Linked DNA regions of Gossypium hirsutum: region 1 is linked to region 2. Evidence: chromatin contacts called from public Hi-C data. All regions are on one chromosome and are shown on one strand. Each heading gives the region's core, a stretch centred on a gene start, on an enhancer-like site or on the middle of the called end of the contact. The rest is flanking DNA. Distances are from core to core; before and after follow the strand shown.

Evidence for each region. A called contact is a pair of places that touch in the nucleus more often than the background predicts.
Region 1: a contact with region 2 is called in a Hi-C map of leaf, with 2.6 times the contacts expected there. The contact joins the promoter of LOC121211139 here to the enhancer-like site in region 2. A contact is called at or near these places in 4 of 34 Hi-C or Micro-C datasets (callus and leaf).

The regions. Positions count from the first base shown.
Region 1 is chrA12:103,789,190-103,795,234 of Gossypium_hirsutum_v2.1, forward strand. LOC121211139 (acid beta-fructofuranosidase) reads right to left here and starts at 4,555. Exons shown (of 7, transcript XM_041083494.1): 1 at 3,969-4,555; 2 at 3,498-3,506; 3 at 1,721-2,577; 4 at 1,474-1,635; 5 at 1,146-1,381; 6 at 984-1,071; 7 at 584-884. The coding sequence starts at 4,359. The coding sequence ends at 678.
Region 2 is chrA12:103,757,570-103,763,091 of Gossypium_hirsutum_v2.1, forward strand. It overlaps the pseudogene LOC121203525. Among protein-coding and RNA genes, the nearest start is that of LOC121211651, 19 kb to the right of the region's middle. Within about 2 kb of position 2,667, at least 4 of the 9 cell types and tissues checked have an H3K27ac peak or open chromatin away from gene starts, as enhancers often do. A contact at or near this core is called in leaf, where this site is marked.

The sequences.
Region 1 (6,045 bases), core at 3,305-5,804, 34 kb after region 2:
TTTGGCATATGCGCTGTTAAAATTGTATCGAAGCTAGACTTCCCAATTAGCATCGGATTCATTCAGGTTTGGAGAGCCATTTCTCAACTTCGTCCACCAATGTTTAGAATGGTACATTATCTTCCAGGGGAGTGAGTACCTGCTATAAATGGACCCAGAATAAGGCCATGGGCTGGATCTCCCACATAAATGGCTCTCAATTCTCAGCCCAATCAAGGCTCCATATACTTGGATGCTTTGCAGGCTAGGCTTACATGACATGTATGTATGGTCACCCTACACAAATCGGACATATATTTAGACCTGTTCGTGCTTCTTCTTTTTTTTTTTTTAAATGTTATTTAATATTTTATACCTAATTTAATTTTTTTTATCTTGTTTGTGCCATGATCAAATATGTTAAGACATATTGCAAATATATCTTTTAATATAGACTTTGGTGACTCCCAGCTCTATCCATCCTCCCTTTTCGCAGTTGTCTCTCTACTAAAGGGGTTCTTGCTCCTCTGAAGTACTCGGTTTAACTCTTCGATTTCTAATAAAATTTTTATTGGCCTACTAAAAAGCCGAAAAGAATAACTAGTACAAAAAACAAGAAACTTCATTTTCCTTTGAATAGCAGGAGGTACAATAATTAATTAATCAATGGTGACTTTTGGATTAACTTCTATTCGGTCCTATTGGGACTCCTTATCGTTTGGATAAGGTCGAATGAAAGCAGAGTTCATTTGCCAGATCCTAAGTGAGGCACTGACACTGGCCTCAGTAGCATTGTTGAATAAGAACAGCTTAGCAGCTCCATAGATTGCTTTCGTCGGATAAACCCGAGATGTGATGACTGTCCTTCCACCTTGAGCAAAGCTTTCAACGATCGAATGATCCACCTGCAAACCAAAATACCATTTTCATGTTTTATTGATTATTCTCATAGATAGTGATGCATTTTATACATGTAGTAATAGGAGAGCATGGTTTAAACTCACCAAGACTCTGAGGGATAATTTTTCGCCCTCCAGTACTGGAACCAAGTTCCCATAAATTTGTTTATTAACATCAGATGCTACAGATGATCTGAAAAATGCAACATGGTAAGTTCAAGGCCGAGACATCTGGTAAGTGAAGAACAGCTTAGGGTTTATGCATACCGAGATTGATCATTGCAGAAGAAAGTCTTGAGTTTGCCATCGGATCCTTTGGCGATGTAGAAGTATACAGGTGTCTGTTCACTGAGGCTGTCATCCGCAAGCACCAACAGACCAAATGGTCCCAATGCCCCACGTTCTACAGTTCCACCGCTGCTGCTGCAGCTGAATGTTACATTGGACCCTGTTGTTTTCTCTAACGCCTCGTTATCTATCTCAAACTCCGCTATGATATCCAACTGTAACATGACCAGAATCTTCTTGTCAACTAACAGGATCTCGGTCGAGAAAGTATCGGTTATACACATAAATACATGACAAAAAGACGAACCTGTGTGGCTGGACCAACATCTAGAGGAACAACAGATCCGGCCTGGACTTTCACCTGGTTAAATTCGTAACTCTTCAACCTCAAACTTTCTATTTCTTCCACTGGCCACTGAAGCAAATGAGTACCAGTCTTCTTGTCAAACAAAATCGTCCTCGGGATGCTCTGTAAGACAGCACATTAGAAACAAGTTAAACGGTTGAAGGAACTGAAGAAATGCGGTTTTCTAGTTTATGCTTATGGTGGATACCTGAACAGATGCCCATCCTTTCTGCATATCAGCAGCTTCGCTATCGGATTCTCCAATCCATCCCCACAAAACTCTTCTGTTTTTGTTCTGATCGTAGAAAGTCTTGGCAGCATAGTATATACCATAATCATACCTTAGTCCAATGCCAACATCAATCTTAGGTTCATCAGGAATCCATGTACCATTCTTCTCATGATAAGTCCCAATAGAATAGTAATCATGTCTGTCATCATCCAGGCTTGCCTTCACGACATGCTTCACACTCGGTCCATTAACCGAAGTGTCCAAGCCATTTTCCTCCGTTTTTGAAACAGGGAAGAAGTCCACACACTCCCACATGCCAGTTCCGGGCACAGCATGAAGTATCCCATCTAATAACTCATAGTTTATGAAGTCCTTAGTATCATACACCAAAGCTATGCCGGTTTTATTGATCTTGGACCCTATGGTAATGCGCCATTTCCCTTCGGAGGTCAACCAGGCGGTAGTAGGGTCGCGGAAATCCTTGTCAAGGATGCCCGGAGGAGGAACTAAAACAGGGTTCCCAGAATACTTGACCCAGTTGATAAGAAGAGGGTCAGAGTGGTCAGCAGGATAAGCAAGGTTTTGAACTTGAACATTCTCGGTGGTGGATCCAGTATATAGCATAACAACTTTGCCGTCAGGGAGGATCGTGGCGGAACCGGTCCAGACGCCATTTTTATCGTACCACTGGTCAGCAACCATTGCCAGTGGGAGGTGAAGCCAATGGATCAAGTCCTTGGATACCGCATGACCCCAAACTATGTCACCCCACACAGCAGCATGGGGATTGTACTGGTAGAAGAAATGATACCATCCCTTGTAGAACAATGGACCTGTAACGATTAACAGCCCAAATTCAGCCAATCATAAACAAAACATGTCGTTTAAAAAAAGAATTCTGACATTTTTTATGGAACTGATTGCCATGAAATTACTTCAAATCATATAGAAGTAATTACCATTACATTTTCGTTGTTCATGCATTCAAATACATGAATCTTAGTTGTCAAAAGCCAATTATGCCTATGCTGTAATATGTGGACAAGCAACCTCGGTTTTCTGCCCTGCCAATTATGCCTATCGAGCTTTTACAAACATTCAAGTTCTTACTTTTCTATCATTTTAATAGCAACTTTTAAGCCAGTCAGTCACGTGCTCTTTCTTTATTTAAAAAAAAAAAGCTATAATTGAACAGTTAATCATGTGCACGTTACAGATTTACAGCCCAAGTTCATAATGCTAGAAATTTCAGGTTGGATTTGACAAATGAATGAAAGAAAATACCAAAACAATCAATTTTCCTCATTTCACGAGCTGTCTACGTTAAAAGAGGGAAAAAAAATAATGTCTAATTTAATTTAATCAGTTCTATTTTAAAAATAATTGAATAAAATTTCAATGATATGTACTTTCATAACAGTGTATGGTTAAATAATAATGAATGTAATAGATGAAAAAATATAAAATTAATAGCAATGGTGGGCTCCAACTTTTTAACAAACTAGGAATTATTGAGTATATTATGGAATCTAATTCTAATTAGGGAATATTTAGTTTTCAATTAGTTGTCTATTCAATCAGATACTGCAGTTAATCAAGGGGGGCAAAAAGTCGTTTTGTGGATTGCGTCTTGCCCCCTCCCCCCCCCCCCCAAAAAAAAAACCCTCTTCCTTTTTAACCTCAAAAAAATAAGAGGTCGTAAAGGTTTCACTTTTATACAGGCTTGGGTATACAAAATTATACAGGGCCTTACCATTAGGATCTGAAGCAGAACGAACCAGATTCCCATGTCAGAGCAATAACGTATGAACAAGCACCCAGCCAAACAAACAAAAAAAACCCAAAATGTCAGAGATATGTAACAATAATAAAAAAACAACATATGTAAGAAGAAAAAGAAAAACCCAGATCTAATCACTCGTCATTTTCTTCCATGAAATAAGGAACTGTTGGAAATTTGAATCCACCCGAAATTAATCATCAAGTATGTGCTACTTCATTTTCATGGTGTTTTTATAAAGAAAAAAAAATTGTTAAGATTCAACTAAGTATGTATTTCATGTTCTTCTCCCACATCTTTTCAGCTTTCGACCATTGATAATATGATTGAATTACAGTGGAAATTATTAATAAACTTTTTTATCTAGTATAATATTAAAAAAGTAGGGGAACTTTTTAAATAATTTCAAAGGAAGTGGGAAAAGGAACCTCTTTTTTCTCTTACCATTCATCCAATTCTTTTCAGGTTGAAAGTGAAAAGCTGTTCTTTGCCATGACAGCATGCTATTATTCCATGGATACGCCAGCTGATTCTCGTTATCTTTGGCAAAAAGCCTGTTCGATTTCTCTGACACTCCGACTGCCGGCCCACGTGACACCGGCCGCAACTGTTTCTCGGAGGAGGGCGAAGCCAATGAGCCATGTTCGTTTTCTTTGACGAAACCATTATCTGATCCATTGTTACTTGTCAACAAAGCCGCAAAAAATCCGACCGTCAACAACACAAAAAAGATTGAAAGCTGCAATTTCATGGGTTTCCGGCGATTTTCCGAAGGCCCCGTTGGATCGGAGCCGGCATGGCTAGAAACCGGAAGGAATGGTCTTGTATCCACCATTGTGGATAACTTGGTTAAAAAATGGAGATGGAAAAAATGTGAGTTAGAAAGAGATGAGCGATGGCTGAGTATGTTTGAAGAGTTGGCGTCTGACTATTATATAAGGGCTGTGCTTCGCTTGGCCAATAAGTTGGGCGGTTTCCAGGATTGACATTTGACGGGGGCAAAGAAAGTGACCAAAACCAACACTAATTTTACCTCATCTATATCTGTACTTACATTATACCTTTTATTTTTATTTTTCAGGAAGTTAATTAGAGAACAACTGGGTTGAGATATTATTAAAATATTATTTTATTTATATTTATATTAAAATTTTAATTAAGTTAATATCATGAATAAATTAAACAATAATTTAATTAAAATATTATAAAGTTACCCTCTTATATGCAAAGAAACAAAAATTAATATGAATTCTTTTAAAAAAAAATAAAGTTCATAATACTAAATGAAACTAGCTTTTTTTAAAGGAGAGTTTTCATATAGGTTTAAACCTGATTTTTTATCTCACACCAATTTAACAAGACTATCTATAATTAAATTATTTTTTCGAGAGATATATTAAGATATTCCTATATTTTATCCTTTTTAAAAGCTGATGAATTTTTTAATTAAAACAGAATTTAAGTCACCAAAAAAAGTCTCTTAAATTGCTTTAACGACTTCGAGACGATAAAATTTAATACATAGAGTAAACTAAACCTAGTTTATTTGAAATGAAATTTTAGATCTAACACTTGCAATGAAATCTAAAAGCATAACAAAATAATTTGTCATACACATTCTACTTGATTTGTGGTAAACTAGGGAAGTGCCACTGCCACTGCCACATGTATTAGCTGTTATTACAGTAAAAAAAAAAAAAGCATAGGGGTTTCAATCATGTTATCCATTGAATAACCGCAGACAAGACAGAAGTTGGACAAGTCTCGTGTATGTTGTATTCAGAGGGTAAGAGGTGTATCATTTGCTTTCACAGACCATACATTTAGTTTTAGTTGTATATTAGCAGCGGGTTTGGTGGGGGTGGGAAAATTACAAAATATTGGCTTTATACAAATAATTGCTTATTCGCAGTTATGGAAGTATATTAATTATGTAGAAAACAATGATTTTTATGGAACTTTTTATCTGGCTACTTAATAATGACAGCAAGGCTCATTTAACACTTCATTTTATTTCTATAAAACTTGCGAAAAGAAATTAAATTTTAGCAGTGATTTATCAGTAAAGAATAGGCAGTCAAAGAAAGAGGAATACAACTGAAGGAGAAGACTGTGAGTATTTGTTAGGTATATGTTTAGCTTTTATTACAAGAAAAAACTTGAGTGCACGTAGGTCCGGCAATTATTCAGTTAAAAACCAGGATGAATGAGTAAGTGCTGATTAGGGTTTGAAAAGAAATGGTCCATCCACAGCCACCAGTTTTTTTTTTCTTTTTAAAGAAAACCAATTAATGGCAACACATAAATTATTGGATCATGTGGAGCTCCTATCCACATGCAAAAGATAATTGATTATTCTGCTCCCTTTTGTCTATTTTCAATGTTACATTCAAATTAATGAACAGCTTAAACTACATTTTAAAACTTACTTCCCCACGACAATTTAAACAACAGCTGTTAATGTTTTTTTTTAAATATATTATTATTATTATTAGAAATTATGAATAATAATAACACAAAG
Region 2 (5,522 bases), core at 1,417-3,916:
TAAAGCAGCTATGCTGCCAGTGGAGAGTTATGGTTGGGTGGGTTGAGTTATTCCCCACATGGTGTGTTGGTTGTACGGGTGGAGAGTAGCGGACGGTGGGTCGAGTAGTCTCCCCAAATGGGCTTGCATTCATTTGTTTTTCCATTGATGATACATGTGATATTGAAATGGGCCTATGAGCCATACCGTTTACAGTAAAAGGCTTCGGCCCAATTATATGATTTATAAAAAGGCTACGGCCCAGTATATACATATTGAGATTGGACTTGGGCTAAGGCCCAGCAGGCTGATATTGTTTTGGGCTCTGAAAGGGGCTTGTTGCACACTGAGTTTCCAAACTCACCCCCTTTCCTTAACCTTGCAGGTGAGCCTTGATTTGGGGACTTGGAGCCGGAGGGGATTCAGAGTGGCCACGGTGATCGCCTTTGGGCTTTTAAATAAGCATTGGTTTTCTTTAAATTTCCTTTAATTATTATTTATTCTTGGGTTGTAATAAGGCCATTTTAACTTTTCTTTTACTTCTTTTCGGGATTATTTTATTTTTAATAACTTTAAAATTGGTTGATAATTATTCAAATGGGCTAGACTTAGGACGTGATTTCAAAACGATACTTGATTTCAAAATATCACAACACCATGATTATTCGATTTATCAAAGAGGTCCACTGAAACAAATTTAAACTCGATATAACAAAGTGTGGCAATGGTCGTGGGCATGTCTAGGATTGGATCTAATCGAAGAGCTTGGTACTTAAGCAGCTTCATGGCTCACCTCCTCTGTCTCGGATACCTACCTGTTGCCCAGCTTCCATTCACTTTGTTAACTCAACAAAATATATGGTTTTTAAAACTCTAAAACGGAACATGGGGTTTCAGCTCCAATGTGGCACGTCAAATTCGGCGATAACGTCTGGGCCGAGTTTGGGGTGTTACAACAAGAATGTCATTATATTGGTAAGGGCCTTTGCCATTTATAAGAACTCCATCCGGCATCCCAAGATCTTTTCCAGCATCAAGTGCCTTTCTCAAAACCTAGAATCAAAAGGAAGGTTTCATTATTGAACACATGATATATACTACCCTGAAAAGTAAAACATGGCTATAAATCCAGTAACTCAACAAAGTTCTAACCGTGTGGTTGCGAGTGTACCAATCACCAATCAAAATTGTAATGTCTCCATATCTTTTCCAGCATCAAGTGCCTTTCTCAAAGCCTAGAATCAAAAGGAAGGTTTCATTATTGAACACATTATATATACTACCCTGAAAAGTAAAACATGGCCATAAATCCTGTAACTCAACAAAGTTCTAACTGTGTGGTTGCGAGTGTACCAATCACCAATCAAAATTGTAATGTCTCCATTAGGGAAGCCAAAAGGAATAGGGATAATATCTCTATTGTTTATGATAAAGCCTCCAAAACCACTAGCCGCACGCTGGAAGTACAGTGATGGGAAGTAGAAGAAACTCCCAATTTGGTCATTAACTTGAAACTGGTAAATCCAGTTCCACTTTGGAGGAATAGGACAATTAGTGCCTGGTAACCCATCTTGCCGTGCCTGGTAACCCATCTTGCCATGAACTACGCCTCTGTTGAATCCCAAACCTGAAAACCAAACAGTCAGTTACTCTATCTATGTTTGCACTTTGGTTTTACTTAACAAAGATTATGGCAAAGTAAAGATCCCACCAATGTAGGAGTAAACTTTCGTCCAATTTTTTTCGAACATTGATGACGACGTTGTTGTTAGTAGTTGAATTGATAGTTGGGCTAGGAAACTTGTTATTTCTAGCAAAAACCTACAAAGTAATGCAGATTCAGAAACCATTATAGAACTCAAATAGCTCAAACAACATTACTCCAAAGCTCACTTAAATCCCAAACACCGAGCAAGTAAAAAAGAGCTACATTTTATTGTAGATCTGAAGTTAAAAATTGAAACTTTAAGTAATATAAAAGCAATCACTTTCTGAGTCATGAAAGTTCAGCAGAACCACATGAAAAAAAAAAGGTAGAGAAAATAGTTACAAGATGAAGTTGATAGCAGCAATAAATGTACAAACAGAAGAAAAAGAAGTACTAAAAAGAGCATACCTGTTGAGGGACACCCAAAGGTGAAGCAGTGATGTAAGAGACCTCAAAATCATAGAAGACAAACGGATCTGCAAGAAAATAGGAGCTGGAAAGCAGAGCAATGTTGATATGAAACAGACCCAAGAACTTACTCAAAGCCATTTTTCAAAGAAAAAAAAGAATCTTTTTGGTTTGTATTACAAAATTTTTAAAGGGAAAACTCAGCTATAACTTTACTAAGCTTTACATGATCTGATAGGAAAAAGATAGAGAAGAAGAAGAAAGCAGGTCTAGATTCTCTAAAGATAGAAACAACTATAAGATGTTGGTTTAGTAGGGAAAAGAACAACAGTATGAAGGATTATGATGAATCAGTGAAAGGCCAATACATATTGTCAGTCACCAGTCATCGGTCATCATTCATAAGAGGAAGAGAGAGAGAAAAAAAATGTAGAATTTTGCTGTAGGAGAGAGAAAGAGAGGGTGACAGACAGTTGCAGTTCACAAATACACAAAAAGTGACCAATGTGTGTGAGGAGAGGGGTTTGGTTTTGTACAAAGCATCATGCTCAACACCATGGGGGAAGAGTTGTAACGTTAGGATCCTGTGAAAGTGTCCACATGATTGCTAGCACATGATCTCGCATGTGGACCCCCCGCCATGAAATCAATGCCCTTTGTCTTTCTTTTTGGTTATAAATTGCAGCAGCTATTGCTGCTGCTAAGCTACCTTCTCTAATTTGATAATATTCTAATTTTAGGTTTATACTTGTAGTAATAGTTTAATCTCATGTATTGCCACATGTTACTTTTATAAATTTTCATTAACAAAGCAACCAATTGAAAGAAAAGATGACCAAAGAATGGTATTATAATTTAACAGTTACTCCTCGAGATGCCAAATACGAAAAAGAAGAGTTGGTTACTAAGAAAGAGTGATTGACAGGTGACTGTTGTTGTTTTCTCTTTTACCAATTACATTTTTAAAAAAGTAAGATTAAAATAGGTATTAACTCCATAATAAAATCTTATATTTAGAGATAATTTACCCAAGTAAAAATCAATACTTGCTGTTTTTTTAATATAGAAGGATCTTCTTTTAGATGTGATGAGGATTATCATTTAAGAAGATGACAATGAGACTTTTTGGTCGTTTCTTGTATCCATTCTACATCATAGATATTGTCAGGGTTTTGCATGCAAAGGGATAAATTTTCATTGTCATTTCTCCAACTAACTCCAAAAAAGTAATAATAATAAATTTGTTTGTCATTATTTAGGGAAATTTATCAATATAGAGAAAATTTATAATATCATATTTTAAATATTATGTTATAAAGTAAAAAAAATGTATTTATATTTTATTATTATTATGATATTTCAATAAAAATATAAAATAATTTATTATAACTCAATATTAATATTTTCATATATAAAACATGTTTTTAAGTAATTTGAATGTAGAAATTATATTTTAGATACTTAATCATATTACAAATTCAAAAATCTAATACTACAAATTTGAAATAAATTAAAAAAATGTTTTTTTTAAATAACAGTAAACACACCTTTAATGTTGTTTAGGTTCAATTTCATCCCAACAAATATAAAAAATAGATTTGTGATGCAAAAGAGTTGAGAAAATACATAAAGGAGCAGCCACTGATTTCTATATAAAAAAAAAGTTATTAGCATAATTGTTACTAAATTATAGCTGACCTACAATTATATGTGGAAAAAATTAATGTAAAAATTATATTTATAAAAATATAGGTCAATATTGAATTACACTTAAGTTCTTTCATGTGGGTTTTTTCGATTTAATTTCATTGTATAGATGATAATACCCTCATACTAATATTAAGTTATTGTCTAGTTAATAAATAACACAAACTGTTGCAGCTAAGGTATGGGAAATAGTGGTACCCCAAATTCTTTGTCTCACTTATTTAGTTTAAATCTTTTGAATTGGGTAGTAATCATTTTCACCGGTGATTTTGGTGGTAATGATGCTTATGAGAAAATGTTTGTTGTCTTGTGTTGGTTGTCGTGGAAAAATAGGAATAATTTTATATTTCAGCAAATAGAAAATAGGCCTGAAGAGATTGTTTGTAGGGTAGGTTGCGTTGTTTCTAATATCCGCGAGTCAAAAATGAATTCAAGGACATTGGGAGTGATTCAAGGTGTGAGGGTAAGATGGTGTCCGATGAGTCCTAAAAGGGTTAAGATCAATGCTGATGGGTCTTCAAACGTGAATGGACATTGGTTGATGGTTGGTGGAATGGTGCAAGACTCGGCGGGGAACTAGATGGAAGGTTTCAAGAAATGTATTGAGAGGGGCTCTACCCTTAAGTCTGAGTTATGGGCTATTTTAAGCGGACTAAAAGTGACTCGATTAAGGAATTATAGTAAGATTATTGTTGAAAGTGACTGCATGGATGTTGTTGAGATGATACTGAAAAGTTTTGTGGATACTCTTTCGATGACCCTTATATGAAGGATTAATGACCTTAGTAGATGATGACATTAAGTTAAGTTCCAATTTGTTCCAAGAGAGGGTTATATGGTAGCATATTGGTTTTCTAAATCAGGCTCGATTAATGATGTTAAACTTATTATTTTTGAGTTTCCTGACTTTCATATTAGGAAATTATTATTAGAAGATAAATTTAGGGCGTCACATATAACAGTTTATTTTTCAGTGGTGTAGGAAACAGTGATTTTAAGACCACCAAATCCAGCGAGTAAGTTCGTAAATATTATTATCTAATATTTACAAGTCAAATATGGTTTTAAAAAGGTTTTTGATTTGGTAATTTATGTTTTATAATGATTTATTAGGTTCAAGTGGTAAGACCTTAATATTAAATGGTTTTAGAAAGTGAGGTATCGGGACCTCATTTCTATAAACCGAGCTGTAAATATTTTTATGAATATTTACAGAGTGTCATTAAGGTGGTATTAAAGTTTCATTGAAAATTTTTAACGTTTCGATAGTTAATTAATTAAAAAGGACTAAATCGTAAAAGATGTAAAATTTAATTAGTATTTGATTTGAGTGACTAAATGGTTTATTGAATAAGAAAAATGGACTTAGTTGGAAATTAGAACATTATTAAAAATAATGGACAAAGTTGTACATTAAATGAGTGGATTGTAATATCATAACAAAGGTTAAATTAATAATTTAATAATTAAAATAAAAGTAAAACAAATAAAACGTGGCATCTTCTTTAACCTTTTTTTTTCCACCGAAATTGATGAAGAATGAAACTATAGTTAGGGATTAATATTTGGCCAACTTTGGTTTAATGATTTGGTAAGTAAATTTTTCCTCCTTTTTTTAATTTTTATGTTTTGAGATCGTTGCAATTAGGTCCAGTTAACCCGTACCTTGATTTTGAAACTATTAAAGATTTTGTATGTTTCCATTAATGAATCTAGTGAT